5 separate regions of the Mus musculus genome follow, and all the other regions are linked to region 2. Evidence: chromatin contacts called from public HiChIP or PLAC-seq and promoter capture Hi-C data. All regions are on one chromosome and are shown on one strand. The core of a region is the stretch at or near the end of the contact, and the rest is flanking DNA. Distances in the headings are between cores, read along the strand shown.

Region 1 (5,460 bases), core at 242-2,741, 280 kb after region 2:
CACCTCGAAGACCCAGGAGTCCGAATGCTCTTCTTTCCTCTCACATAACCTAGGGGCCTTTTAAAATGTTGGTCCCTAGAAAGTCAGTTCCGTCCTCTCACCCGTTCCCTCTTCTGATACAAAACCCCTGTCCTCTAGTTGCCTGTTTCCCGGATCCCTCCTCCTTTAGTTACCCAGACCCCTCCCCCAAGGTATCCAGGCCCAGTCCTAATCCGTTTTGCTTTACCTCTTCTGCAGTTTGCAGCCTCTTACCTCGGTGGTTAGTTTTGGAGTAGCGAGTCAATGTGGCTCTATCAGACTGCTTGTTCGATTTGGAGGGCGTGGTGAATGCTGGACTCTGGTGCCCCTCGAAAGGGATGCTGCAGTCCTGCAGCCCAGTATTCCACGTGGTGGTGTAGTCCGAACCGGCAGACCCGCCCCATGACATTTTATAGTCCTCATGCGCTTCCCCGCCCAGGCCATTGTCCCAGTAGGTGGCGCCACTGGGGCCCACAGAACAGTCCCAGCTGGTAGTGCTCCAGGCAGCTGGAGGGTGCGACCACGAGGGGACCCCTCCTGCCGAGGTGGCAGGATTCTGGCCGGTCGCCCCTTCAAAGCCGACGAAGGGGGAGGGGCTCGTGCCAGGAGGGGCAGGGCCTGGCGTCTGTGAAGCACAGCTCCACGGGTCCGAGGTGTTGCATCCCAGGTCTGTCCAGTCTCGCGACCACGGAAGGGGGTGAGCAACGGGCTCTGCGAGGAAGACAGACCTTAAACAAGGGAAGCCCAGGAGTCCTGGTCTCCCGCACCCTTGGGAATTTTAGGGGAGTTTTGGCGCCTCATATGGCCTTGAAAATGTAGCTGTCCCCAGTCTTAGTTCTGGTCCTCTTGTATACTAGGGGGTCTGAACTCAGCTCTAGTGTGTCAGGACCCTAGTTCCTCTCTTTCCATCTCCATTTTCTACCACTCACCCGCCTGGAAAGGTACGTCTTCGTGAGGTAAAGCGGGGTTCCAGTCCAGCTCTGGGAACCCTATGTTGGACAAGAGAGCTGAGTTTAGGAAAGATGTGGGCAATGACTTAGGGACCTCAGCCATCCACTCACACCTCCTTCAATTTCGATTCCAAACATGTTACTTCCTTCCCGCTCAGCACCCTCGCTCCTTCTAAAAAGCCCAGGATCTCCCATTCCTCCCCCTCCCTCCCCCCCAGCACACAGGGGTTCAAGCCCAGCAACCACCTTTCCAGCAGCCTTCTACGTTCATTGGTGTGATCGGTGTGTCCTCTTGTAGAGCCACTTCAGGGAAATAGAAACCAAATTCCGCTCCTTCTGCAGGCAACAAGGATGTTAAGTCCCGGCTAGGTGTCAAGGGGCCCGCATCCTTGGAGCCTTGCATACACTTTGTCCCAAGCCACAGCAGCTTACCCAGTCCTGTCAGCTTGTCCCCAGGAGGCACTTCCTGCAGTGACGCCTCATCCCAGTTCCACAGGTCCATGGATGCTTGTTCTGACGGTTCTGGTTGAGAAAGGAAAGTTCTAAGGGTAATGGACAAGATGGTGACATTTAGGGACCCAAGAATCTGCAACCCTTGTTTCCCTCAGACCCAGAGTAGACGTCTGCAACCTCCTTCCCCAGGAAAAGGAATATTGGTTTCCAGTTCCTTCACCCTCTCTTAGACGCTTAAATCCAGGTTCCCTGCATCTTGGTGTTCCCCTGTCCTTCCTAGTTCAGACACCCAGGCATTCAGTCCCCAGTTCGTGGCTCACCTCTGGCAGGTTCCTTCTCTCCTAGCCAGGGGGGTTTCAGCCCCATTTCATACCATGCACCCTTCCCGGGGGGCCTGATAGGGGAGGGGGAATTTTCCGAGACGTCAGAGCTGGGGGTCGCAGCCTGGGTCAAGTTGCAGGGATGGGGGCGTGGTCAAGCTGCACCCCCTGCTTTAGGGATGCGCACGGGTCCCTGGAACGGTCCCTTTTCGGGGACGAATTGGGCTTGGAAAAGAACTTGGGGAGCAGGGGCAGGGCAGGAATGGGGGTGCTGAGGTCTAAGGGGTGCTTACGGGGTAGTGGGGATGGGGTGAGGGGCTTGGACAGGTTCCCCATCTTGAGGATTTGGTGGTGTGACATGAAAAGTGGTGGGGGAGGAGGGTCTGGGGTCAGCTGGGCAGCTCTGGGCTTATCTGCAACAGGAAGAGGGATTTCCGGCCAGATGCCCCCTTTCCCTAGCATCAGCCTACGTCACAATCGGCAGGGTGACAGACAGCCAGATCAGGGTGGGGTGGAGGAGAATCCAACCCCGAATCCCTTACCAGGCACAGGGAGGGTGTCCTGGAGCTACTACCGAATAATGGCAACCATAATCAAAATAACATCGTTATGGACGATAATAATAGTAACCACTGACGTTAAATGAGGGTCTTCTGGGTCCGAGAAGTCGTGACAACGGGCCTTCATTTAATCTTCATAAGGGGGGAATTTATGGAGGGGGAAATTGAGGCATGTTTTCTCCCATTTCTTTTTCTGTCTGGGCTTTCTGGGCTATAGCAGTCCCGAACCATTGGAGAATTTCGAGTATGAACTGAATGTGAGTTATTGCATGAAATAATTTTATGTGTGCAGTGATAGGTTAGAAAATGGAGTCATTTAGAAATGAAGAGTTTTGTTTGAAGCTTACTTCAACTGATTCAGAAAAGAATCACATGCATAATGTGCAAAAGTATGCAAACAATATTTGGGATATAGCGACACCAAAAAGTATTTGCTTGTTAAACTAAAACTTAGTAACTAGGCATCCTGTTATTTTGGTTCTTTGTTTTGTTTTAATTTGCTAAGTCTTGTCGAACCTTGGCTTCAGTAACTTGGCCTCAGACAATGCTGTGTTCATTTTTTCTAAGTACTTGCTTAGTAAATATTAATAAGTAAATATTAATATGAAAATATATTTGAGGCCATTTTAATACTAAAAATTTACTTACTGGCTGGACAGTGCTAGCATACACCTTTAATCCCAGTAACTGGGAGGCAGAGGTAGGTGGATCTCTGAGTTAGAGGTCAGCACAGAGTGAGTTCCAGGACAACCAGGGCTATAAAGAGGAACCCTGTCTCAAACAAAACAAAACAAAACAAAACAAAAACCCAGAATCACACCAATCCAACAAAAAATACTTACTATAAATGAGTACGTACTCAATATTAAAAGCATTTTTATTTCCAGACATGGTAGTGTATGCCTTTAACTCCGGCACTAAGTAGGCAGAGGAAGGCAGATCTCTGGGATTTCAATGCCAGTCTGGTGTACATAGTAAGTTCCAGGCTAGCAGGGCTTACAAAGTGAGACCCTATTTAAAGGTAATAAATACAAGTATTTTTCTTTTATTTGTTCTGGCAAGTGCTCTACCATTTAGCTATACCACTACCCTTAACTTTACTATTGTTGTTGTGTGTGTGCGAGGATGTGCATGTCGAAGTCAGAAAACAACTTTGTGCAGGCCGTTCTCTCTTTCTACCTTCACATGGGGATTGAACTCAGGTCGTCAGACTTGTGTGGAAAGCACCTTTAGCCGTGGAGCCCGCTTTCTCTCTCTCTCTCTCTCTCTCTCTCTCTCCCTCTCTCTCTCTCTCTCTCTCTCTCTCTCTCTCTCTCTCTTTCTCTCTCTTTCCCTTTTTTCAGAACAGGGTCTCACTATGTTGCCCCAGCTGGCCTCAAACTCACAGACATTTGCTTCCATCTGCCTCCTGAGTGCTAGGATTAAAGGCATGTGCCACCTTGCCTAATATTGGTTTGTAGTGTGGGTGTGTGTGTGTGTGTGTGTGTGTGTGTGTGTGTGTGTGTGTGTACATTGTTAGAGGCTCTTAGCCTCTTCTCCCACCACATAGATCCTAGGGATCAAACTCCTGTCAATGGGATTGGGGCCAAAATGTGTGGCTACCCAGTGAACCACCTCACTCATCTAAACCTTTGATTTTTAGAGAGAGAGTATTTGATTACGAAGTCCAGGCTGGCCTCAGATGGAACTGTTAACCCTCCTTCCTCCTCTTCCTAGATTCTGGGATTATAAGCATGTACCATGATGCCTAGCAAAAATTTTAAAAGAAAAGATTTCTGTGTACGAGTGTTGTCGGTCTGTATGTCTGTGCAGCATGTGCATGCCTGGTGCCTGTGGAAATCAGGTGGCATTGGACCCTCCGGAAATGGAATTGTGGAAGGTTGTGAGCTACCATAGGGGCACTGAGAACCAAACCCAGGTCCTCTGCAGAGCAGCAAGTGCTCTGAAGCACCGAGCCATCTCTTGATGGCAGAACTGGCACAGAACTCTCATTCTTTAGTATTTGGGTGAGAGACACAGTACAGCTCTTCCATTCTGCAGAGAAACAGAACCCCCAGAGAACAGTCTCTTGGGCCTATGCTTGGACCCAGAGTTGAGTGAGCCAGGGACTGCTGGGGAGATCACTGGTTCCCTCCATCCCCCAATTCATTCATCCTCCAGGCCTGAAGGGTCCTGTTGGTCTTCTTGCCCCAGGCTTCCTTTCCCTGAGGCTGGCCTCTCCTGTCTCCTGCTTCCCTGTGGTCCCTAACCCTGGATCTGTTTCACTCCTGGGACACTGTGTCCTCCATCTCTCTGTACCTTGCTAGTACCTTGTACTTTTATAGTTCCTACTCTACCTAGCCTCCCCCATCCATATATCTCTGCTTGTTGTAACATTTGTGCTTTGCTCTTTGACAATTCCTTTTCCTGGGTCACCTTTCCATCTCCTCCCTTACTCTTTTAGTTGCAGGGAAGAACGGGGATTTAGGGTAGGAAGAGCTGGCCACCGGGAGAAGGGAGCCTAAGGGTTTGGGGCCTGAGTAGTCCACTCCAGGTGGCAGGGGGCTAAAGGGCATTTCCTGCCTGGGAGGGAGGCCCTCACCCCTGTGGCCAGACTGGAAAATGTGACGTCAGGGAGGGAGTTGTAATGTAAAGAGTGTGGGGGGGAGACAGGAACAGAAGAAATTTGACACCTCTCCAAAGTCACCTTCCTGGAGAGCCTTGGCATTGTCTCTCCACTCTCAGGCCCCAATCTTCCTTAATTTGTTCCCTAATCTAGGCTTCTGATGGCTGTGTCTCTGGCAGACCTCCATATCTTCTTCCTACACTCCAGCCCGGTACCTCTGCTTTCTAGCTTGGGCATGCCCAGCGTCTATAAAGTGCTGAGTTCTGGGCATTTCCTTCTAGATCTTTTTCTTACTTCCTTTTCTTTCTCCCCATCTCCCCCTTTTTCTTCTTGAGACATGGTCTCATTTTGTAGCCCTGGCTGTCCTATAACTAAGTAGACCAGGCTGGTCTCAAACTCAGAGAGATCTTGTTGCCTCTGCCTCCCAGTGCTGGGTCTTATTCTGTGGAACCCTTCCCAGTTCCCTTCCCCGTTCATACAGGCATACGTAGTCACCCTCAGCTGAGGAATTTCCCTTTGCAGGCTTTTGAGAGAGGGTCTTGCTATGAAGTGCA
Region 2 (5,385 bases), core at 561-3,060:
AGCTCCAGTCACCCCAAGAGCTGTGGCTAGGCAGTATGGTTCGAGGACAGTACAGAACCCAGACAGCAGTCACCAGGAGACAGTGCCTCAGCAGCCTAGGTTTGGTGGCCAGATTGCTTTGACTAGAGAGGCGATGGGCAGTAGACATCATATCCTGACCTCAGGGAGCGGGTGGCTTCGGCTGGGCAAGGCTATTTAACTTGAAATCCTAGATGCCGGCGGTGTTTGTTTGTGCACAGGGGTGCGGGGCAGTCTGGGTGTCTTGTGAAGTTCCAGGGGACTTTGCTATCACCACTATCATTCTCCATTCACATGCCTCCACACCTGTCGTAGGCTGGTACTGGGTGTGCATCTCCATTCTAGCCCCGTGTACTGGGCCTGGATCCACCTCAACAGCCTCAGCCTCTTTTGGCCTCTATCTGCTGGCTGCCTTGTACTTGGCTTGCCAAAGGTCACTTCTTCCTACAGACAAATCAGCTCTATGGGATGGATCCTGGGATTGGAGACCCGGGCCTCCCCCTCTTCCCCTACTTTCTACAACCTTCCTTCCCTCTCTTCTGGACCAGCTGCTAGTAGTTCACACTGTCCTCTTCGGGGTAGGAAAGGAGGAGCCTGCTGCTGTCATTGATGTCAGCTCAGGTCTAGCCTGGTCTAAGACAGCCTTCTGCCAGAACTGTTGCAGTGTCTTCCTCCTCAGTTTCCCCGTGCTTCCCCTTGGCCCTCCACACACACAAAATCTGCCATGGGAGCTTCCTTGAGATCCGGGAAGATCCTCATAGCCCGGGATCCTCCAGTGGCCAGGAGTGACGGTGCACGCCTGTGATCCTTGGGCTCAGGAGGCCCAGGCAGAAGGGTCATGAGTGAGGTCAGGAAACCTGAGCTAGACAATGAATCCAAACTGGGGCTAATGTTGTGAGAACCCCAACTCAAAGAAAACAAGACAGAAGGAACCTTCAGTGGTTTCTCATGTCAGTTAGAATGGAATCCTCCCTCCTCTGGTGAATTTACAGGGCTTTTACATCGCCCGCTTCCTGCCTGATATTATGACAATTCCCTTCCCTCACTCCATCTCACCTCTGGCTTCCCTCCCTCTCCCTTTTTCTCACAATGCATACCTTATCATATGCCGTTCCATGTCCACTGAACACTGTTCCCACTGCTTGCTAATTACCTCCAGCCTCGGCTTGGGACTTAACTCCTCAGCTGGAGTCAAATCCACCTCTGCTGCCTACACATCCCTATTTAACATTTGTGCGTGTCACAAATGCTGCCAGGGCAGGGCAGGGCAGGGCAGGGCAGGGCAGGGCAGGGCAGGGCAGGGCAGGGCAGGGCAGGGCAGGGCAGGGCAGGGCAGGACTTGTACCCGAATCTGCCCCATGACCTAGCACACAGTTCAAATTTTAACAACAGGTTTATGAACGGTGCACTCTGGCTCCCCCTTAAGGTGGGAGTGGGTATTTCCTAGGTGGCACTGAGCCAGCCTTCCCACTTGCTAACTCCCATGGCCCAAGGCTTATGCTGTGATTTGTTGATAGCCTCACATGATCTTAGCTACTCGAGAGTAACAAAATGACAAAGGACCTCGGGATGCTGCAGGACTGGGGAGCTGAGTGCCTCATCTCCATGGTTAATGGTGGGCATTTTGAAGGTCTCAAGTTCCACCATGAAAAATAGGTTCTGTCATCTCACCAGAACATTCTTTGTACCAAACCGAGAGAATTCCAGTTTACTCTTAGCCTGTCTTCACCCTGATCCTAACATCATCTTACCTCAGGTGACTGACAGGCCCTTCCCCGTCCCCCCCCCCTGCTCCGCCCCCCCCCTGCTGCCATCAGAGAAGCTACTTGCATGGGGGGGGTGCTATTCTTGCTGTTGACCCCATTCCTGCACCTCTAATGAGGCCTGGCCTTTTCCATGCCCAGTGTCTGATCCTATAAACTTCCAGGACACTTGTGTGAGGGGGCCCCGGGCAGTGACACAGTGGGGACCAGCTCAGGAAAGACATGAGGCCAAGTGCTCTGACTCACGCTGAACCAGGGCTCAGTCCCTGTCCACACTCATATCTGCTAGATTGGTTCAATGTGGCACTGACTCTCCACCCCCCAACCCCCCACTGTAACCTTTCCCCTAGCAAACACACCAGTCTCTTGGGACATTTTTCACCTTCACCTCCATGTGCAGCTGCCAAAAGCTTTCCGTTTCTACCTTAAAGACTGAAACCCCAGTAGATGGTTCAATCTTGCGACTGCTCCCAGATTCTTTTGGGTTTTTTTTGGGGGGGGGATGGGTCTCATGCTGAAGTGTCAGCTTTTGAACTACTGGTCTCCTGCCTCTGTCTCCTGAGGTGTGAGGATGATAGGGGTGGGATACTCTGTCTGCTAAGCCCTGCTTTCTATCCTTGGCTCCAACGTCTCCATCTCCCCTCCCCACTCGCCCTCCCCTGGTCCCTCATCTGCAGAGTCCCACCCTGACCACAGAGCATCTCTGCTGTGCCCCTGCTCCCTCGTCCTCAGCCAGGGCAGCCTGGAGGACTTTCCCCTGGCCAGAGCCCAGAGCATCACTCTAGATAAGCCCCTCCCTCATGGTCTCTGAGCACTGTGATCCATCTGCTCACTTTCCTGAATGGCTGTGTCATCCACTCTTCTCTTCCAATGTTTCCCTGGTTGAAGTTGGTCCTGACCCACCCTCACCCCTACATTGGCTTCCCACGGATTCCTTGCCTCTGGTTCACCTCCCTCAAGAAGCACTAGAAACCCACCCACAACCTCCCCCACTCGGCCCCCAGGCATGAAATCCTCCGTGGCTAGCCATCATGAGCACCTCACTCAGATGCTGGCCCCTCCCACCTCACCAGTACCGCAGCAACCCAATGCCTGGTAATACCCAGCCTTTGTTCATGTTATGCCCTCCACCTGGAGCCTTCCCTTCTGCTCTTTGCCCAATGCTCTCCTTCAGATATGCTACTTAGATTACATCCCTCCTCTTCCAGGAAGCCTTCCCTGAACTATACTTCAGGTTCCTCTTCGGTGGTGGGGGGGGCACACAACCCCCTGGGCATCCCTCAACTCTGTATTCTGGAGTATGGCTATCTCAAGACATGTTTCCCACTGGACTGAGGGCAAGGCAGCTTGGGTCAGAGTCCCCAGCACAAGCCACAGCACAGCTCGGTCCCTAGAACGTCCAGTGCTTATATGGATGACTATAGATGACTATCCTCAACTCCTCTGCAGAGACCCCAAGCTGAATGACAGGAAGTGCCTTCCTCAGGGGATGTTCCTCAACCCCCGCCCCCATACCCTCCGCAGCACCCCTCAGTCCCCACAGACAGACAAGGGCAAAGGAACAGCCCGAGCTTAGAAAAATAGGACTTTCTTGTTGTGCCCCGGTGCCCCCGACACCCTCCCCATCAGAGTTTTAAAAACCGTGAGCAATTTGGTGAGTCTGAGGCCAGGTCCCGAGGGGTGTCCCTGGGACCAGAGGAACCATAGAGGTGGGCCCTTGGCTAGGGTCCTGCAGGTTCGTGACTGGGCCCCCAGGGCTCACAGTCCAATTGGACCACAGTATGGGCCCTGGGTGCAGCAGGCTCAGGGGCAGGCGCACTGGGCACGGGCCCGAGCGCTCCGTTGGTCTGGGAGCAAACGCTGCTGACAGGTGCCGTAGCCTTGGCCTTGCCGGGCGGCTGGCCTCCGTGCACCTTGTAACGTAGAAGCAGCACGAAGATGAAGACCAGAACAGAAGCGACGATGACACCTCCCAGCGCTATGATCATGGTGCCGCCCAGGAAGGGTGCGTGCGGTGCAGCACAAGGCCGAAGTGCGGGCTCCGTGGAGAACCGAGCGCAGCCCACTGGCCGCGTGGCCGTTAGCCCGGTGGCGCTGTCCTCATAGACTGCGAGCACACATAGATCATAGGTACGGCCTGACGCCAGATCGGTCAGCAGGAAGGAGCGACTGTCCGCTGGGATCATCCTGAGGGAGGGTGATAGATGGGGTCAGGACTGTGGTCACCCAATACCCAAGATCTATCTGCCCTGTGCCTCCCTCCAGCTAAGTTCCCTGCAGTACAGCTGCCCCATTGCAACCCAGGTCCATCTAACCAGCACCCTGACTTATTTTGCTTAGCTAACACTTAGCATGACGGTCCAGTGGGCTAGCCAACTTCAGTCTCCCACCTAAGGTCCCAATTTTGAGCACCTGTGGATCCCACACCCTATTTCTCTGAAGCCTAAGATATTCCATTCCTCTTTCAGAGATTTATTCCCTAGGCCTGTTAAAGAGCCCCTAACATCCTTCAAGACCCTTTTTGGCACCTTGCCTCCCGCCCTGTTCAGCTAAGTCCTTAGCCTCACCAGCAAAGCTCTGCTTTATGCTAACCCTGTCTGATTCCTGCCCCCTGCCTCCCGGAGTCTTGCTATGTAGCCAAGGCTGGTTCATATCTTGTGAAGGTCCCGCCTCAGCCTCCAGAGTGCTGGAAATAGAACCGTTTTAACACTACACCTGACCAATGGCCCCCTCCCTCTATCCTCCAGCCATCTTTTTGCTAGACTATCTCCCTGTGACTCCTATTTTGCTTTTTATATTTGCTTTCTGCCCTTGAGGTGGGGGCACCATTCCTGGACTACTGCAACACCAAATCAAGGAGTATCTTGGACACAGCAAGCTGCTGCTCCATCTCCCAGCTCCCCAAAAAATCCATTTAATATATTGTCCTCGGACAGAGGACATATCAGATACTAACCTGGTAGGAGCAGATACTACACTTGATCTGAGCCACAAGGTAGGGAAGTGATTGCTTATTTTTTTCAAGACAGGGTCTCACGGAGCTTAGCCAAGGCTAGCCTTGAACTCCTCATGATCCTCTCTGCAACTCCAAGCGCTGATGTTACAGCCGCGCACCCCACACCCCGCTGCCTGACTTCTTTTCAGCTCTAATTTCCCTTGTCCAGCTCCTGTGCATTTCCCTAGTATGTGGCAGCTGTACCCCTCTACCCTAACCACTGCTTCCCCTGTACCTCTGTTGCCTGCTTTGCTTCCAGCTTGCCAGTGAATTTCCCTGCAGCCCCAGTACCTTGTTACCATCACCGACTTTATAGTCTTTCCGGCGAGCCCTTGAGAATCTCCATCTCAGATTCTCTTCCCTCTTTGGCCTTACTACTTTCCAGGTTCATCTCTTCATTCTCTTTTAGCTCCATTTCCCGCTTCCTGATTAGCCTTTCCTTTGTGTATGTGGTACCTGTGTGCACATGTGTGTGCAAGTATGCGTGTGCATGCATGTGCCTGCATGTCTGTGTGCAGGTGTGTGTGTGTGTGTGTGTGTGTGTGTGTGTGTGGTGTGAGTGTTGAGCCAGGCTTTGGCTATGTAGCTCCCAGGCTGACCTGGAACTCT
Region 3 (5,549 bases), core at 1,569-4,068, 490 kb after region 2:
GAGTCAAGTTCCCTGGAACTGGAGTTACAGAAGGCTGTGAGCCACCACGTGGTTGCTGGGAACTGAACCTGAGTTCTCAGCAACAGCAACAAGAGTTCTTAATCACTGAACCATCTCTCCAGTCCCCACTTCCCTTTTTTGTAATGCTCAGTTTGTTTGTAGGGAAAAAAAAAGTGATAACTGCTAAAAGGGGGTTACCAAACCACACAGTTATTACATGGTCATGTCATAGTCTTAGCGGGAAATGAGGGAGGGGGCGGGGAGCTGCGTTGCTTGCAATATAGTAATAGTTCTAAGGTTTTACTTGGTTTGGGAATGGACTATGGATTTAAAACTTGGGTTTTCTAGTGTGTCTCAGTCAGGCAACACTCTGCAAAAGCAATGGTGAGGCCTGGCTCAGATGCCCTGAGGCCTGCTGTTAGGGCTCTGATGTGAAAGGTAGCTCTGGTCCTGCCAGCCAGTAGCTTCACTAGATACTGATGGAGATACTGCATGCCCAAGAGGCAAATTACAGCAGAACTCAATTCTTCTAGAGCAATTGCTCTTGAAAAACCTCCTCCCTTCTTCCCAATAAATCTTTTATACCATGGAGTTTCAGCTTGTTTGTTTCGTGGGGAAAGAAATTTGACTCAAGATTTTATGCACGCTAAGCAGACCCTCCACCACTGAGCCATGCCCCTCCCCTCCCCCTCACTGGGGGATTCTTCCTCTCTGTTGCCTGGGAAGGAGGTGCTGCCATGCTCAGTGATGTAACCCTTATTTCAGCTAACCTCCCAGACCCCTGTGTTTTCAAGCAACTTTCTTTCTCTCTCTCTGCCTCACTGTCTAGTCTAACTTGGTCAGTGTTTCTGTTGCTATGGTAAACACTCTGACCTGAAGCATCTTATTAGGGGAGGACAAGTTTGTTTCAGCTTGTAGATCACAGTCCATCACTGAGGCAAATCAGGACAGTGAAGGAAGGCTGGCTCACTCACAGGCTCAGCCACCTCCTTAAGAAGACAGCCCTAAGATGTCACTGGACCTGATGCCTCTAGTCTCTGTGAGCACTGTACCTATGAACACAACCCCCATTTCCCATAATTAAAAATACATCTTAAAAAACAAAAAACAAAAAAAAAAAAACCAAAAAATCTGAGCCCGGCAGTGGTGGTGCATGTCTTTAATCCCAGCACTTGGGAGGCAGAGGCAGGCAGATTTCTGAGTTTGAGGCCAGCCTGGTCTACAGAGTGAGTTCCAGGGCAGCCTGGGCTACACAGAGAAAAACCAAAACCAACCAATCAATCAAACAAACAAAAACCTGTTTAAAACTCTGACGACTAATAATAATAATAATAATAATAATAATAATAATAATAGTAATAGTAATAATAATAATAACCAAGCATGAGTTCACACCTGTCACCCCAGCATTTAAGATGTAGCGACAGGAGGATCAGATTCAAGGCAATCTTTGGCACAGGGTATGGCTGGCACACACTGCCCTCTACTCTGACCTGTCCAGCCCAGGAGCCAGGCGTCCCCTCCCTCAGAGGCTCTTTCCTATGTAATCTAAACATTTTGGTCTCTCCCAGTTTTTTCTCTCTCCCTATGTGCACAGGCTCACTCTTTCTTTCTCTTTCCCTCCCCTGTGCCTTCCTCCCCAAGGTGACTTCCCTGGCCTTGTTCCTTAGGATCAATGAACCCACCTGAGAGTGACCCCCCCCCATCCCCATAAACCTGTCTTTATATACTCTAATCTGACCTGAGCTGGCTCATTTCACCTGCAGAGACTAATTTATTAGAGACTGTGTCTAAAACAAACAAACAAACATACATACGTCGCAGTATGGTGCTGCATGCCTTTGATCTCATTACTGGGGAGACAGAGGTTCTCAGATCTCTGATTTCAAGGCCAGCCTGTACTAAAAAATGAGATTATAGAGAGAGAGGGAGAGGGAGAGGGAGAGAGAGCGCACGAACTGTTAAACTGTTAGACCTGAGGGGAAAAAACTATTTCCATGACTGTCTGGTTAAAACAAGCTGTATTAAGAACTGGCCAGCCGGCTGCCTCTCCCCAAGTAGAAGTTTCAGAGGGCAGCCCCTCACTGGCTTTTGAGGTCTCTTTATGGTTAAGGGTTAGGGATGATAGAAACCATCTGTTGAGGTAATTGGACAGAAGAGTGGGGGACCCAGAGCTCAAGGCTCCCTGTGGGGCGGGTAAGTGTAGGAAATGCATGGAGTGAAAGGGAGGCAACAATGTATCTAGGAAGACATATTCTCGTAAGATAAAAGGGTAGTCAAATATGCCAGGTTAAGCAAGGTAAGGGGTAGACGTACATCCTGGGGTCACAAGTTCAGCATAGGTTGAGAAATGTGGTTTGCAGGATTCACCAGGCTGAGGAAACAGAAACTCATTCTTATAAGGCGTGGAAACTTAGTAACAAAGTAGGACAACGAGGCTCCTGGTTTGGTTTCCCAAAAGCCAAAAGCAACTCAGGGAACAACAACAAACTCCAATAGTATGAGATGTATGGAAAGAAGAAAGGCCCAGGGAACGCTGGGCTTCCAGAGTTTCAGGAAAACTATCAGCCTAGGCAGGGGATCATCAGCACACTGAAAGATCCCAGTCTTCCCACACAGACGATCTTCACCAAACCCTTGCAAGTCAAATAAGGAAAGGCAATTACAGGAGGAATTGCAAATGACTCCCATACATTATGCAAATGCTTCCTCCTGGGGCTAATATTAGCTGCAAATCAGACCCAGGCCTCCCGTGAAAGCCAGTAGCTCTCTACCACCCTGCTATAACCCAGCTCCCCACCTCTGTCTTTCTCTGGGAGATTAGAATTAGAATAATGAAGAGTAATGGATTTATGGGTCGGCTTGTCTGGGCTATCATGCCTGGCTGTATCCCTGGCGTTTCCATGAGGATATTTTAGAATAAGATTTACACTTAAGAGGTGGTGTGTTGCAGTGTCTCTCATGCAGTCAGTTAAAGGCCTAAAGAAGACAAAAGGCTGGCCTCCTCCAAGGACTTCACCAACAGAAGGCATTGCGCTGTCACCTGCAACTCCAGCTCTTTCTGGTTTGCCCCTGATAACCTTTGCACGCATGCCAGGGAGCATGTGTAAATGCTCCTGGTTCTCTAGAGAGTCCTGACACTGGCAGTTACTTTTAAGTATCAAGTTTAAAAGCTGCTTACTATACAAGATTTTCTCTTGTCAGCAGGGTTGCAGGGGCTTCTCAAACCATGTGGAAAGGGAGGGGCTGATTCTGCCGCAGAAAGATCAATATTTTAAATTCATGCAGCATTTCTAGTTGGAGAATATGGGGGTCTCAAACCTGGGACAAGTGGCTGAGGTGTCTGGTTAGCATATAAAAGTTGACCTGAGCCGGGCGTGGTGACGCTCGCCTTTAATCCCAGCGCTCGGGAGGCAGAGGCAGGTGGATTTCTGAGTTCAAGGCCAGCCTGGTCCAAAAGTGAGTGCCAGGACAGCCAGGGCTATACAGAGAAACCCTGTCTTGAAAAAACAAAACAAAACAAAACAAAACAAAAAAAAAAAGTTGACCTGGCCGCCAGGTTCTCCCAGCATCCCCTGGTCAGTCCCTACCTCTTATAGGGTGTGGCTGACTACACTGGCCCCACCTAAACTTCTCCAGCCCAGGGACTGGGCTACCCTTCCCTTTTCTGGTATAATCCAGCCATTTTGGTTATCTGCCCTTTTTGGTCTACCTTTTACCCTCCTGGTCTCTTGGCTCCACTCTCTTACCTCCTTTTCTCACCTGGCAAAGGGTCATATCCACTCTGGACTCTCTCAGATGCCCCTGCCTCTGGCTACACTCTCCCTCATATCCACAATAAACTTTCTCCTCTACCACACCTAGGAGCAGGCATGTTCTTCCTTTTTTATTTTATTTTATTTTATTTTATTTTATTTTATTTTATTTTGATTTATTTATTTATTTATTTATTTGGTTTTTCGAGACAGGATTTTTCTGTGTAGCCCTGTTCTTCCTTTTTTATTTTATTTTATTTTATTTATTTATTTATTTGGTTTTTCGAGACAGGATTTTTCTGTGTAGCCCTGGCTGTCCTGGAACTCACTTTGTAGACCAGGCTGGCCTCGAACTCAGAAATCCACCTGCCTCTGCCTCCCGAGTGCTGGGATTAAAGGTGTGCGCCTTATTTTATTTATTTTATTTTTTTTATTACGTATTTTCTTCAATTACATTTCCAATGTTATCCCAAAAGTCCCCCATACCCTCCCCCCCCCAATGTTCTTCCTTTTTCATCTCTTCGTTTTTTTCATTCAAAGAGATGGCTCAGAGGTTAAAAGGATCTTAGATTGTCCTCTGATCTCTATGTGTACACACACACACACACACACACACACACACACACACGCACAGAGAGAGAGAGAGAGTACCTGTGTACTACATTGTGAGGCTGTGTCTCGAAACAGTAAAACTAGCAATGGTCCTGGTAGCAAGGGAGGGCCATGGTGGTAAAGAAAGCACCTCTGGGATTGGCAGCTGTAAGCTTCCTCATTCAGTGAGAAGAGTCACAACACACAAATGAGTACACAGAAGTAAATCCCAGTCACAATGCAAGGTGAGATCACATCAAAGAGAAGGGACATTTGAGGTTGGGCAAGGAAGACAACACTACCTCTCCACAGAGGGTCACTCAGGGGTCAAACTGCCAGACCCAAAGCATTGTGGAGACTGTGTGCTTATCATTTGCAGGAAATACAAATGCTGTGTGTTTTCTCTCTTATCTGGAGATCTTAAAAGGGGAGAGATAAGACAGAAAACACTCTGTGTATAGGTTTGAATATGGGGGGGGGGACCAATTCCTTTGTACAATTAGCATATCCTTAAGAAACTAAAGCTGGGGACTAGAGAGATGGCTCAGGGATTAAGCAACCATATGGTGACTTAACAACTGTCTGCAACTCCAGTTCCAGGAGATCCTATGGCCTCCCTGGGCACCTGGCATGCAAGTGAGTGCACAAACATACATGCAGGCAAAACCTTACACATAAAGGTTTTTACAAGAGAGAGAGAGAGAAAGAGAAGGAAAGAAAGAAAGAAAGAAAGAAAGAAAGGAAGGAAGGAAGGAAGAAAGGAAGAAAGAAAGAAAAGGAAAGGAAAAGAAAGGAAAGAAAATCTGGTATGTACACTTATGGTACTGAAGTAATTATTGTGAATTTGAGACTTGCCTGGGCTGGGCCACACAGTGAGATTCTGTCTCAACACACACACACACACACACACACACACACACACACACACACACACACACACACACTCACACAGGTGTGTGTCTTCTATAGCCATCTCCGTGAGTAGAGATACAGTCCTCAGAGAAGCTCTGCAGGGTGAGCAGAGACTTTGACCTGAGAACAGACACAAGAACACTTTTGAAAAGTCAGCATGTTCCTTGCCCCACTTAACAATGAGAACGTGTTCCGAGAAACCGAGTTAGTGGATTCCAGGGGCCTGTGGACACCACAGAGTGACTCACATAAGCTCCATTGTCAAGGTCAGTCCCTCCATGTGGCTTTTTG
Region 4 (5,352 bases), core at 1,233-3,732, 320 kb after region 2:
GAGCGAGAGCGAGAGCGAGAGAGAGAGAGAGAGAGAGAGAGAGAGAGATCTTGGGCCAGGCATGGTAGGGAGTGCTTTTAACCCACTACTGGGAAGGGAGAAGAGGCAGGTAGGTCTCTGAGTTCGAGGCCAGCCTGGTCTACAGAGCAAATTCCAGAACAGACAGGGCTACTCAGAGAAACCAATTGTGGTACTATGAAGAATGAAGCAAAAGAGGGAAACTTGAGTCAGCTATGGAACCCTGGACAAGAAAACAAGACAGCTGTGATTTGACAAGTAGGTGAGCAACACTGCCACCTTTTGGTAGTTAACAGCAACTTCATCTGTGTTAGTGGGTGTGTGCCTGTGCTAGCCTGTGAGTGTTTGGAGGTAAGAGGTCATCAGTAGGTATTTGCCTCTACTGTCGGCCAACTTAGGTTTTTTTTTTTTTTTTTTTAGACAAAGCTCACAGAACCCGGAGCTTGCCAACTAAACTAGCCCAGTGAGTTCCCAGGATCTGTGCCTTCCTCCTGGGATACAGACAGGCCACAATCCCTGGCTTTTACATGGGTTTGCTGATCCAAACTTATACTTGTGCAGCCAGAGGGTTCAAGGCCTGGCTGTCTCTGCTAGGTAGTGCCACCTCTACTGATTCTCGTTTGCTATCCAGACTCTACTGAACTGGACTGCTAGTGTATCTGTGAAGTGTTTGCAAGTGGATGGAGCTGCTGCTGCCGACCTGTGAACTGAACTGCCAAACACAGAAGGGAGTTGCTCCAAAGAACCTTTTTTTTTTTTTTTTAAGATTTATTTATTTCATGTATGTGAGTACACTATTGCTGTACAGATGGTTGCGAGCCTTCATGTTGAAGGGAATTGAATTTTTAGGACCTCTGCTCACTCTGGTCAACCCCGCTCTCTCAGTCCATGCTTGCTCCGGCCCAAAGATTTCTTTATTATACTTAAGTACACTGCAGTTGATTTCAGATGCACCACAAGAGGGCGTCAGATCTCATTATGGGTGGTTGTGAGCCACCATGTGGTTGCTGGGATTTGAACTCAGGACCTTCAGAAGAGCAGTCAGTGCTCTTAACCGCTGAGCCATCTTGCTAGCCCAAGATAGGGTTTTTCTATTACACAGCCCTGGCAGTCCTGAAACTCACTATCTCTGGCTGGTCTAAAACTCATAAATCCATCCTGCCTCTGCCTCCTGAGTGCTGAGATTAAAGTCATGTGACAGCACACGTGGCCAAGGTTTCTGGTTTTTTGCTTTTTGTTTTTTTCCTGCTCTGAGACACCAAAAGCCCAGCACCTCAGCTTGAGAGGGAAGTCATGTAGAGTAAACACACATTCAGATTCCTAAACACACTCCCATCTTATTATGAATTATTATGTATACTTTACAACAAAAACAGGTTCAGGAAATCAAAGACGTGCAATTTTAAAAAATATGTGTGTGTGTTTGTAAGTGTCTCTGCTTCCCAAATTCTGGGATTATAAATGTGTGCCACAGAGCCTGGCACCATTATTGCAGTCTGACTTTCACAGGGTCTAAGCCAACATAGCTCCAGTGAAACTATTATTGATCCAGAGAAACATCTACACCCAGACACAGGCAAAGCCGGGATATTCCCTTCAATTTTATTGGGCTCAGAAATGTGATTTTTTTTTTTTTCATGAAAGAGCAGCTCAGTGGCTTATGCAGATTTAGAACTTGAGATGTGGACTTCCAAGATGCTTTTAGACAGCCGTGGAAGACAAATGAGAATGAACTGGTGGAGTGTAGTCAGGTGGCCTGCCTGGGGCCGTTTTTTGGATGTTGAGTTTTTTGGTTGGTGGGTTTCTTGGCAAGGGCATTTCTGAAGCTCTGAGTTTCTTCTTGATGGCTGGTCAAAGTCTAAGTGAGCATGTCTGTTGGGGGAGGAGCCCGTAGATGCTGATGTGTAGCTTTCATAGGACTAGGACAAGTATATAAATGATGCCTACAAAGGCTACTATGGCCAACATATTAAACCACATAGTTCGAGATGAGTTCCGGTAGGCGTCTTCCCAGTTGCTGCATTTATTGGCTTCGTTGGTCTGTAAGGGTAGGAGCATGAGTATGGGTTTCTGAGACAAGAAGCTCTTGGAAGGAGGGTTGGAGCCCTATAGCCACTGTGGGAAGAGCCCGACCCAAGACCTAGGACACAAACAGTTGCAGGTGGCAAGCAGAGGATAGGATGAGCAGTGGAGGCGGGCGGGGGGTGGGGCGGGGATACTTTTACCTGGATGCTGAAGTATATGGCTAATATCCCAAAGGGTAGGAAAAGAATCATCGCCAAGAGAGCCAGCATGACATAATTCCGAGCGTAAAATTTCAGTTCATCTGGAGTCTGTGGACGGTCTAGTGGCTTCCTACCTGGGGCTCCTTGTTCGTCTGTATCCATGATCTTTTCACTCAATGACAGATCCTGGTGTCTTGAAAATAGAGACCCAGATCCACCGAACTTCCCCGGGCCCTACCCAGAATCCTAAGAGCTGCGCAGTCAAAGGACATTCTTCACAATGGCTGTAAGGACATCTCCAGTCCTGATTGGCTACTCTCAAGAGGTGGGCGTGGTCGCGCTGTTTTTAGACAGTTGGTGCCAAGGAAGTGTGGTGCTGTGACAACTTTGTTCTTGTACCCTCACAGGGATTGATTGTGGGAAAGTCTGCCTCTTGCCTCTTTCTTCTGCCGAGTACCAAGGGATAGGAGAAGGAAGGCCTCAGAAGAGTAGGTAGATAAACCTGTGAGAAAGCTAGATTTAGCCAGGCATTGTGGCGACCATCTTTAATCACAGCACTTGAGAGACTGAGGCAGATCTCCCAATCTCTGTAAATGCAGTGCCAACTTGGTCTACACAGCCAGTTCTGGGACTACATAGTGATGCCCTGTCTCAAAATAATGCCTGCCAGGTCTCAATAGCAAAATCTTACCTGTAGAAAGAAAGATAAGTGGTAGATAGATAGATAGATAGATAGATAGATAGATAGATAGATAGATAGATAGATAGACAGATAGATAGATTGATAGATAGATAGAACCGAGTGAGCTGTGGCCACTTATAATCCCAGCATTTGAGAAAGGATTTCATATAGCCCAGGCTGGCCTGGAATTCACTTGACAGCCAAGAATGAGTTTGATCTCTTGACCCTCTCTTTTCTGCCTTCTGAAGTATAAGGATTGCAGACATACTCCCTATATATCTGGAAGAAAAATTGTATGTATGTATGTATGTATATATGTATGTATGTATGTAAGAACTGCCTTAAAGTGGAATGCCACTTAAATGTAGATATAGCTCAATGGTTTTAGTCCCCCAGAACTGTTTATAAAAATACAAATGGCATAGGAAGTCATCAGGGTGTACTCTTCAGATTGCCCCAGGTTCCTGCTGCCTCACTGCTACGCACACTCCAGTGAAGTTTGCTTGGCAGGCCGAGAAGCCTGGGAGCACTCATGAGGCAAAGAGTTTCAAGGAAACTCACCTCCTGGAACTTTGGCGTTCTCATAATCCGTATATTCATACCCTATCCCCGCGTTAGTGTGGTGTATGGATCCACGTGCTCTCTTTTACTATTGTCTTATTATAAGTGCCTTTAAAGATTGAATTCTGACATAGCTAAGCCTTCGCCAGTGTTCCAATGTCCCAGAAAGACCTTAAAGCCGACAAACTGGGAATTCAGTAGGAATCCAGTGAGGTTACCTATTCAGTAACATTCAGATTTACTTCTAGTAGAGACAGTGAAACTAATTAGGCATTACAAAGAACCTAGCCATAATAGCTCAGGGCTGGTCTGCAGAGTGTTTACTTGAGGCAGTAGCCAGTCTCACCCAAACACAATGGCCTAGCTAATCCGTGGGTTTACCATGTAAAAGTTAGGGAATCCCACTGAGACAGGGATCTTCACTACAGCCAGGTATAGCAGGCTACAATGCATATTAGAAGTAAGTTGGTGAATTCTTCTGACAAATGGAGATTCTCCACAGATACTTAAAAGTTACACTCATACAGGAATTTATCAGGGCCTAGGAAATGGGGGGGGGGGGTTGTGGTATTGCATTGTTCATGAGAAGGTCTGCTAGAGCAGAACCCCCTGGTGCTAGCTTTCACAAGGCTCAAAGAGGTAGCAATAATTGTGACTAGGGTGTGAAATCTTTACCTGTCACTAAGCTGACCCTAGGCAGGACTGCTTTATCTTTACTGTGAACATTTACCTGGTTCCTGTAAGTCCTTTTGAAGTCATTCCTTTGTTTTGTGTCAGGCAACTTCAATGTACTTTGCCTGCTGTGACTTTCTACCCCCTTTATTTTCTGTATTATATAAGACTGGTACTCACTTTGTGACAATACATTCAGATTCTACACAATCTCCTGTGTGCATCTGTCTGTCATTCGCCGACTCCTTGCCCATCTGCACCCAGAGACCCGTTCAACGCAGACAAGGGGCCCAAGAGGGTCTGCGGCACCTCACGAATATACTTCTTGCTAGTTATTCAGTCAGTTACTGAAACTATGAAGGAACTCTGCAGATGCCATTGAGATTGCCAGTCAGAGCCGGGTGGTGGTGGTGGTGCACACCTTTAATCCCAGCACTTGGGAGGCAGAGGCAGGCAGATTTCTGAGTTCCAGGCCAGTCTGGTCTACAGAGTGAGTTCCAGGACAGCCAGGGCTACATAGAGAAACCCTGTCTTTGGGGGGGGGGGGGATCACCAGTTAGTTGACCTTGTGTTGGAAAGAATATGGTTGTGAGGCTAAAATAATAAAGTGAGTTCTTAAAGGACCTTGGTCTTATTGACCAAAGAGACTTGTGGACTGGATGCAAAAGAAAGCTGCTTGTTTAGGACTTGAAGCTATAAGGAGTTACATAGTAAGGGATACAAACCTTTAGCTAGCCATCAGGAACAGCAGGCTTCTGAAATCAGCCATGACCATATTCATTTGGAAGACGGCCTGAATGTTGAATGAGAATTTAGCAGAGGGAACACCTTATTTTAACCATAGGAGATCCTGACCGGAAAGCTGGCACATAGACCTGCAAGTCGGTAAGTAAGCTTATGGAGATTGTTGTGCTCTGGTGGAAAATGAATCATATTTTTCAAGCAACGTGGTAATTAGCGATTCATGTGATAACCATCAGTGGACACTCATATAATACCACTGGGGTTCAGCTGAGTAGGGCACACGTGTACACACATGTACACACATGCATGCAGAGGCTCATCTTTTTCAGGCAAGCACTCTAGCACTGAGCTATATCTGTAGCCCTTTATTTTTTCTTTTTTTATTAGATATTTTCTTTCTTTACATTTCAAATGTTATCCCCTTTCCTAGTTCCCCCTCTAAAAATCCCC
Region 5 (5,061 bases), core at 819-3,318, 280 kb before region 2:
AAAGATGTACAGAGAATCCTTTATAAAAATAGGAAGGGAGGGGGGTGGCTCACGATCTGCAAAGCAATCTCATGCCGTCTTCTGGCACATAGGTGTATAGTCAGACAGAGCATTCACATACATTAAATAAATATTCTTTTAAAGATTTATTTATTATATATACAGTGTTCCACCTGAATGTATGCCTGCAGGCTAGAAGAGTGCACCACATCTCACTGTAGATGTCTTCAGACACACCAGAAGAGGATGTCGGATCCCATTACAGATGGTTGTAAGCCACCATGTGGGTGCTGGGAATTGAACTCAGGACCTCTGGGAGAGCAGCCAGTGCTCTTAAGCACTGAGCCATCTCTCCAGCCCAATAAATAAATCTAAAAGGAAAGGAAAGGATGTGGGACACTAGGAGGAAGAGAGGATTCAGGGAAATAGTGAGAGAATAAAAGGTGGCACAGAGAGAGGCTCTGAGAGAGACACTGGGAGAGACATTAAAGAAGAAGCAGGTCGACACTGAGGAAAGGTAAACTAACCAATTAGTAGACATAGAATAGTTTGAATGGGTTAAATAAACTACAAGCTAGTCTTGAAGCAAGGCATTTAATAATACATAATTAGTCCCAGAGTTGTCATTTTGGGAGCAGAGGCTGGAAGGATAAACGGATTTTTTTTAAAGACTTTTTTATGTATGTGAGTGCACTATAGCTGTCTTCAGACACACCAGAAGAAGGCATTAGATCCCATTACAGATGGTTGTGAGCCACCATGTGGTGGCTGGGAATTGAACTCAGGACCTCTGGAAGAGTGTTCTTAACCGCTGAGCCATCTTTCCAGCCCCCCCCTTTTTTTTTTTACAAAAATAAATCTTAAAAATAAATGTACATCACAATTAAGTAGATACCCATACACACCACTCCCTTGGTGTTGGAATCACCCCTAATCACCACATTAACAAACAGCTGCTGTTTACTAAGCATTTGGTATTTATGAATATCAGCAACTGTTCTAAGAGCTCTACAGCATAGTATTAAAAATAAAACCCAGCTATAAAAATAAAGCCCGATCTCCTTGGAGGGAGGGTTGTCGTCCTGTCCCCCCCCCCCAAAAAAAAAAACACTGAAAAGCGGATACGTATGTACGTACAGGCACTGGGTGGTGTAAGGAGTCAGGCTCTGTTTCTAAGAACCAGACATTTAAAAATAACAAATGTTCTGATCCACTAAAAAATTAAAGTGCCTTTCACAGATCCAAGAGGTAAGATTGACCCCCCCTGACCTTACCTTTTAAACAGGCAACAGCGATTTATCCCTCCCCTTCCTGTGAGCACTTAAAGGCAGGCTGGAGTAGGAGCGAATGTTAACGTCCAAACTTTTCTCGGAGCCTTGTCCAGCCTAGTTAAATCAAAGCACAAGACACAACCAATCGGTCACCACCACCCATCACTCACACCCGGGAGCGAGTTCAGCTGTCCTGCCCTGGTACCTAAGAAAGGCCAGGGCGGCAGATGGCCAGGAAGTTTACAATAGCTCCCTAGGTGGATCGCACACAGCCTGTCCAGCGAGTGACTGTATCTGAGCACGTGTGGCGTGTTGGGGGTAACCCCAGGGAACCAGCCAAGGGTGTGTGTGTTGGGGATCGGGGACCATCTTTCAGACCCCTCTCAAGACCCGGAGCTCTTTGCTTTGTTTACTGGGAGTCTTGTGTGTTGCTCAGGTGAATGGCTGGGGAACCATTCCTCTTTGGGACTGATGTGGCTACACCGCAGCCGAGCCTGGGGCCAGAATCACACACACCAGGACCTCGGCAACCTCGCTCACACAACCGCTCTGCACCCCATTCACTCGCACAAATGCCATCACGCCGTGGCTTCCGGGCCGCACTCAGTCGCGGTGGCTGCCACCCCGACGCCCTGCCACGCCCAGCAGGCACAGCTCGCCACTGTGGTCCCCACGCAGCAAGCCGAGGCGCGGACCCAGTATGAGGGGCGCGGGGCCTCCCTGTCCCCGCCCTTACCCCCTGCTCCCTGCAGCACCTTCACTAAGTTCACGGAACTGGGACCCAGGCTCGGCTCAGTTGCCCCGCCCCACGCGCTGAGGTGACAGTGGCTGCATCTCCAGACCCCCGAGAGCCTACAGGGCGTTGCGCGGGGACTGCTGGGAGGGACAGCCGCACGCACCGCGTGCGCATGCGCCACACTCACTGTGTGCTCCGTTTGGGACCAGGACAGGGAGAGGAGCAGAACCTCAACTCTGATTAAGTATTTGAGGAAAATCGGATTTTCGTTTGGAGATTTGTGCATTTGATATAGTCATGTTTGTTGTGGAGGTGACTGCAAATGACTACGTCTTAGAATAAGATTTTAAAGGACATTCCTATCATGTAGTTTGCTTTTACCCAGGTTCTTAAGATTTTCTTCTTTCTTAACCAGGATTTTTTTTTTTTTTTTGGAGAGACAGGGTTTCTCTGTGTAGTCCTGGTTGTCCTGGAACTCACTCAGTAGACGAGGCTGGCCTTGAACTCAGAAATCCTCCTGCCTCTGCCTTCCAAATGCTGGGATTAAAGTGCTGGATCATCAACTTAAATACCTTTCGTTCCTATATTTTTAAATTGCCAGAAAATAAATAATAAAATGGTTGAGCTGGTATGTGCCTATATTCTTATCACTTTGAAGGCAGAAGAATCACTCAAAAGTTTGAGGCCAGCCTGAGTTACATAGTGAGTTCCAAGCCAGCCAGGGCTATATAAGACCTGGTCTCAAGTATATAAAGTAAACGTGATGGTTAAATTTCTGATTAATTGATCATCTATAATTATATTCTCTAATGCTACAGCTTGTGGAAAGTTAAGCCTTTCAGTAAATAGGGATAACAATGAATACTAAGCAGTGACTAACGAAGGCACAGCCCTACCCTGATAAAACAATGAGTCAGGTGGTAGAATCACTCCCACATGGAACATGCTATATAGCACATAAACATGATTAATTAAAAAAAAAAAAAAAAAAAACTCGGGGGCTGGTGAGATGGCTCAGTGGGTAAGAGCACCCGACTGCTCTTCCGAAGGTCCGAAGTTCAAATCCCAGCAACCACATGGTGGCTCACAACCATCTGTAATGATCGACTCCCTCTTCTGGAGTGTCTGAAGACAGCTCAGTGTACTTATATACAATAAAAATAAATAAATCTTTAAAATAAATAGATAAATAAATAATTCTTAAAAAAAAAAAAAAACTGATCTCAGGCAGAACTTGCCATCTCATGAAATAAACTACTGATTATGATTACTCTTGGGGAAAATAAGGTCAAAAGGTGTTGTTGTCTTATTTATGTTTAAATCTTCCATGAGAAAACACACCTGTTTTATTTCTAGTTTTAAAATTAATAACTTTCAAGCCAGAGAGATGGCGCAGTGGAGTTTGCTGTGCATTCTCTGGGAACCACATGGGAGAAGGAGAGAACCAATTTCCCCTGTGACCTCTACACCAGGGATGCTGTACAAACTAAAACTTAAAATAATCAAATGTGGCCGGGCATGGTGGCGCACACCTTTAATCCCAGCACGTGGGAGGCAGAGGCAGGCCGATTTCTGAGTTCGAGGCCAGCCTTGTCTACAAAGTGAGTTCCAGGACAGCCAGGGCTATACAGAGAAACCCTGTCTCGAAACAAACAAACAAACAAACAACAAAACAAACAAAGAAATCAAATGTGGAGCTGGACATGGCAGCACATACCTTTAATCTCAGCACTCACGCTGGGAGGAGAGGCAGAGGGATCTCTCTTGTGTATGAGGCCAGCCTGGTCTACATGATGAGTTCCAAGATAACTGAGGTAATGTAGAGAGACCCTGTCCCTCCAAAAATCAAATAAATAGATAGATACATACATACAGATGGGGCTTAGGAGATGGCTCACTGGTTAGGAATACCAGTTGCTTTTACAGAAAACACAAGTTCATTCCTCAGCACCCATATGGCAGCTTATAAACACGTATAACCCCAGCTCCTGGTGATTCGATGCTCTTAAAAGTCAGAGGTACACACACACACACACACACACACACACACACACACACTCACTCACTCACGAAGACACTCATACACATAAAATGTCCAAAACATGGTATAGATATGCCTAGGAACAATGTCCATCAGGGGCACATATTTTAGCATGTATCATGAAAAAGAATATCTGAAAGAAACAAGGCCCACCAGGAGGCTCCTAGAGTGATTTATCAGTCACACAGTGTCAAGGCAAGAGTCCTGGGATTGCTACATTTTGTTGTTTTGTTTTTTCCAGGCAAGGTTTCTCTGTGAAGTAGTCCTGGCTGTCCTGGAACTTTCTAAGTAGACCAGGCTGGACTCGTGTCTCCCATGTGTCACCGTGACCTGATTGTCAACTTGAGACTCAGAATCACAAGGCACGTCCTCTGGGAGGCTGGGGCTGGGGCTGGGAGAATGGGGCATTTTCAGACAGTTTACCTGAAGTCAGAAGAAACATCCTAAATTTAAGAAAAAGAAAGGGGTGGGGCCTGGGATGGAAGAAATGGCTCAATCGTTAGCATTTACTGTATGTACTTCCAGAGGACCCGAGCCATTCCTAACACCCACATGGTGGCTCAAAACCATCAGTGTGCACATAAACACGAATACAATGGTGCACACATGCATGCATGCATGCATACAGGCAAAACACTCATACACATAAGAATTTTTGTAATCAAGCTGACTACAGGCATTCCATCTTTCTGCTTCCTGACTGCAGACTCCATGTGACCACGTACCTTTTGCCATTCTTGTTCTGCCAACCTGTATCCTCAAACTGTGAACCACATTGAACTCCACAGCAGGAAAGACAGAAAGGTAATCTCAGAGCCACAGGAAAAGGCTTGCAGAGGAAAAGGGCTCTGCTCCAGAGACCTGATTGGCTTTCAAATAAGCCCACAAAAGGCAGACTCCAAACTCCACTGATAAGGACCTAACAGCACATAAAAACATGGGCTTTCATCTTTAATCCCAGCACTTGGGAGGCAGAGGCAGCAGGATCTCTGGGAGTTCGAAGCCAGCTTGGT

The links. Promoter capture Hi-C pulls out the DNA fragments that hold promoters and counts their contacts. HiChIP or PLAC-seq counts read pairs in DNA pulled down with a chosen protein or histone mark.
Region 1: a promoter capture Hi-C map of trophoblast stem cells shows a contact between it and region 2, with 4 times the contacts expected there. The contact joins the promoter of Etv2 here to the promoter of 4930479H17Rik in region 2. A contact is called at or near these places in 21 of 39 promoter capture datasets (the 3T3-L1 cell line, the C10 cell line, the HPC-7 cell line and 12 more), 1 of 484 Hi-C or Micro-C datasets (hematopoietic stem and progenitor cells), 1 of 115 datasets of contacts at active chromatin or transcription factors (embryonic stem cells) and 1 of 9 other capture datasets (pancreatic islet).
Region 3: an H3K27ac HiChIP or PLAC-seq map of embryonic stem cells shows a contact between it and region 2, with 2.1 times the contacts expected there. The contact joins the enhancer-like site here to the promoter of 4930479H17Rik in region 2. A contact is called at or near these places in 20 of 39 promoter capture datasets (the 3T3-L1 cell line, 3T3-L1-derived adipocytes, the HPC-7 cell line and 12 more) and 1 of 115 datasets of contacts at active chromatin or transcription factors (embryonic stem cells).
Region 4: a promoter capture Hi-C map of embryonic stem cells shows a contact between it and region 2. The contact joins the promoter of Pmis2 here to the promoter of 4930479H17Rik in region 2. A contact is called at or near these places in 19 of 39 promoter capture datasets (the 3T3-L1 cell line, 3T3-L1-derived adipocytes, the C10 cell line and 10 more), 1 of 484 Hi-C or Micro-C datasets (embryonic stem cells), 2 of 115 datasets of contacts at active chromatin or transcription factors (bone marrow-derived macrophages and embryonic stem cells) and 2 of 9 other capture datasets (adipose tissue and embryonic stem cells).
Region 5: an HNF4G HiChIP or PLAC-seq map of pancreatic cancer cells shows a contact between it and region 2. The contact joins the promoter of Zfp82 here to the promoter of 4930479H17Rik in region 2. A contact is called at or near these places in 1 of 39 promoter capture datasets (liver) and 1 of 115 datasets of contacts at active chromatin or transcription factors (pancreatic cancer cells).

The regions. Positions count from the first base shown.
Region 1 is chr7:30,634,361-30,639,820 of GRCm38.p6, forward strand. Etv2 (ets variant 2) reads right to left here and starts at 1,492. Exons shown (of 6, transcript NM_007959.2): 1 at 1,401-1,492; 2 at 1,215-1,301; 3 at 948-1,007; 4 at 253-729. The coding sequence starts at 1,470.
Region 2 is chr7:30,352,136-30,357,520 of GRCm38.p6, forward strand. It overlaps 4930479H17Rik (a long non-coding RNA gene), which reads right to left and starts at 1,811. Exons shown (of 3, transcript XR_881936.2): 1 at 1,116-1,811. Lrfn3 (leucine rich repeat and fibronectin type III domain containing 3) reads right to left here. Exons shown (of 3, transcript NM_175478.2): 3 at 3,379-3,968. The coding sequence ends at 3,503. Gm25259 (a small nuclear RNA gene) reads right to left here and starts at 4,789; the gene lies at 4,597-4,789.
Region 3 is chr7:30,842,148-30,847,696 of GRCm38.p6, forward strand. No RefSeq gene overlaps it. Among named protein-coding and RNA genes, the nearest start is that of Ffar3, 11 kb to the right of the region's middle. Within about 2 kb of position 2,819, at least 28 of the 459 cell types and tissues checked have an H3K27ac peak or open chromatin away from gene starts, as enhancers often do. A contact at or near this core is called in embryonic stem cells, where this site is marked.
Region 4 is chr7:30,669,123-30,674,474 of GRCm38.p6, forward strand. It overlaps Pmis2 (PMIS2 transmembrane protein), which reads right to left and starts at 2,483. Exons shown (of 2, transcript NR_027849.1): 1 at 2,378-2,483; 2 at 1,600-2,058.
Region 5 is chr7:30,070,755-30,075,815 of GRCm38.p6, forward strand. Zfp82 (zinc finger protein 82) reads right to left here and starts at 2,069. Exons shown (of 7, transcript NM_177889.5): 1 at 2,027-2,069; 2 at 1,275-1,385.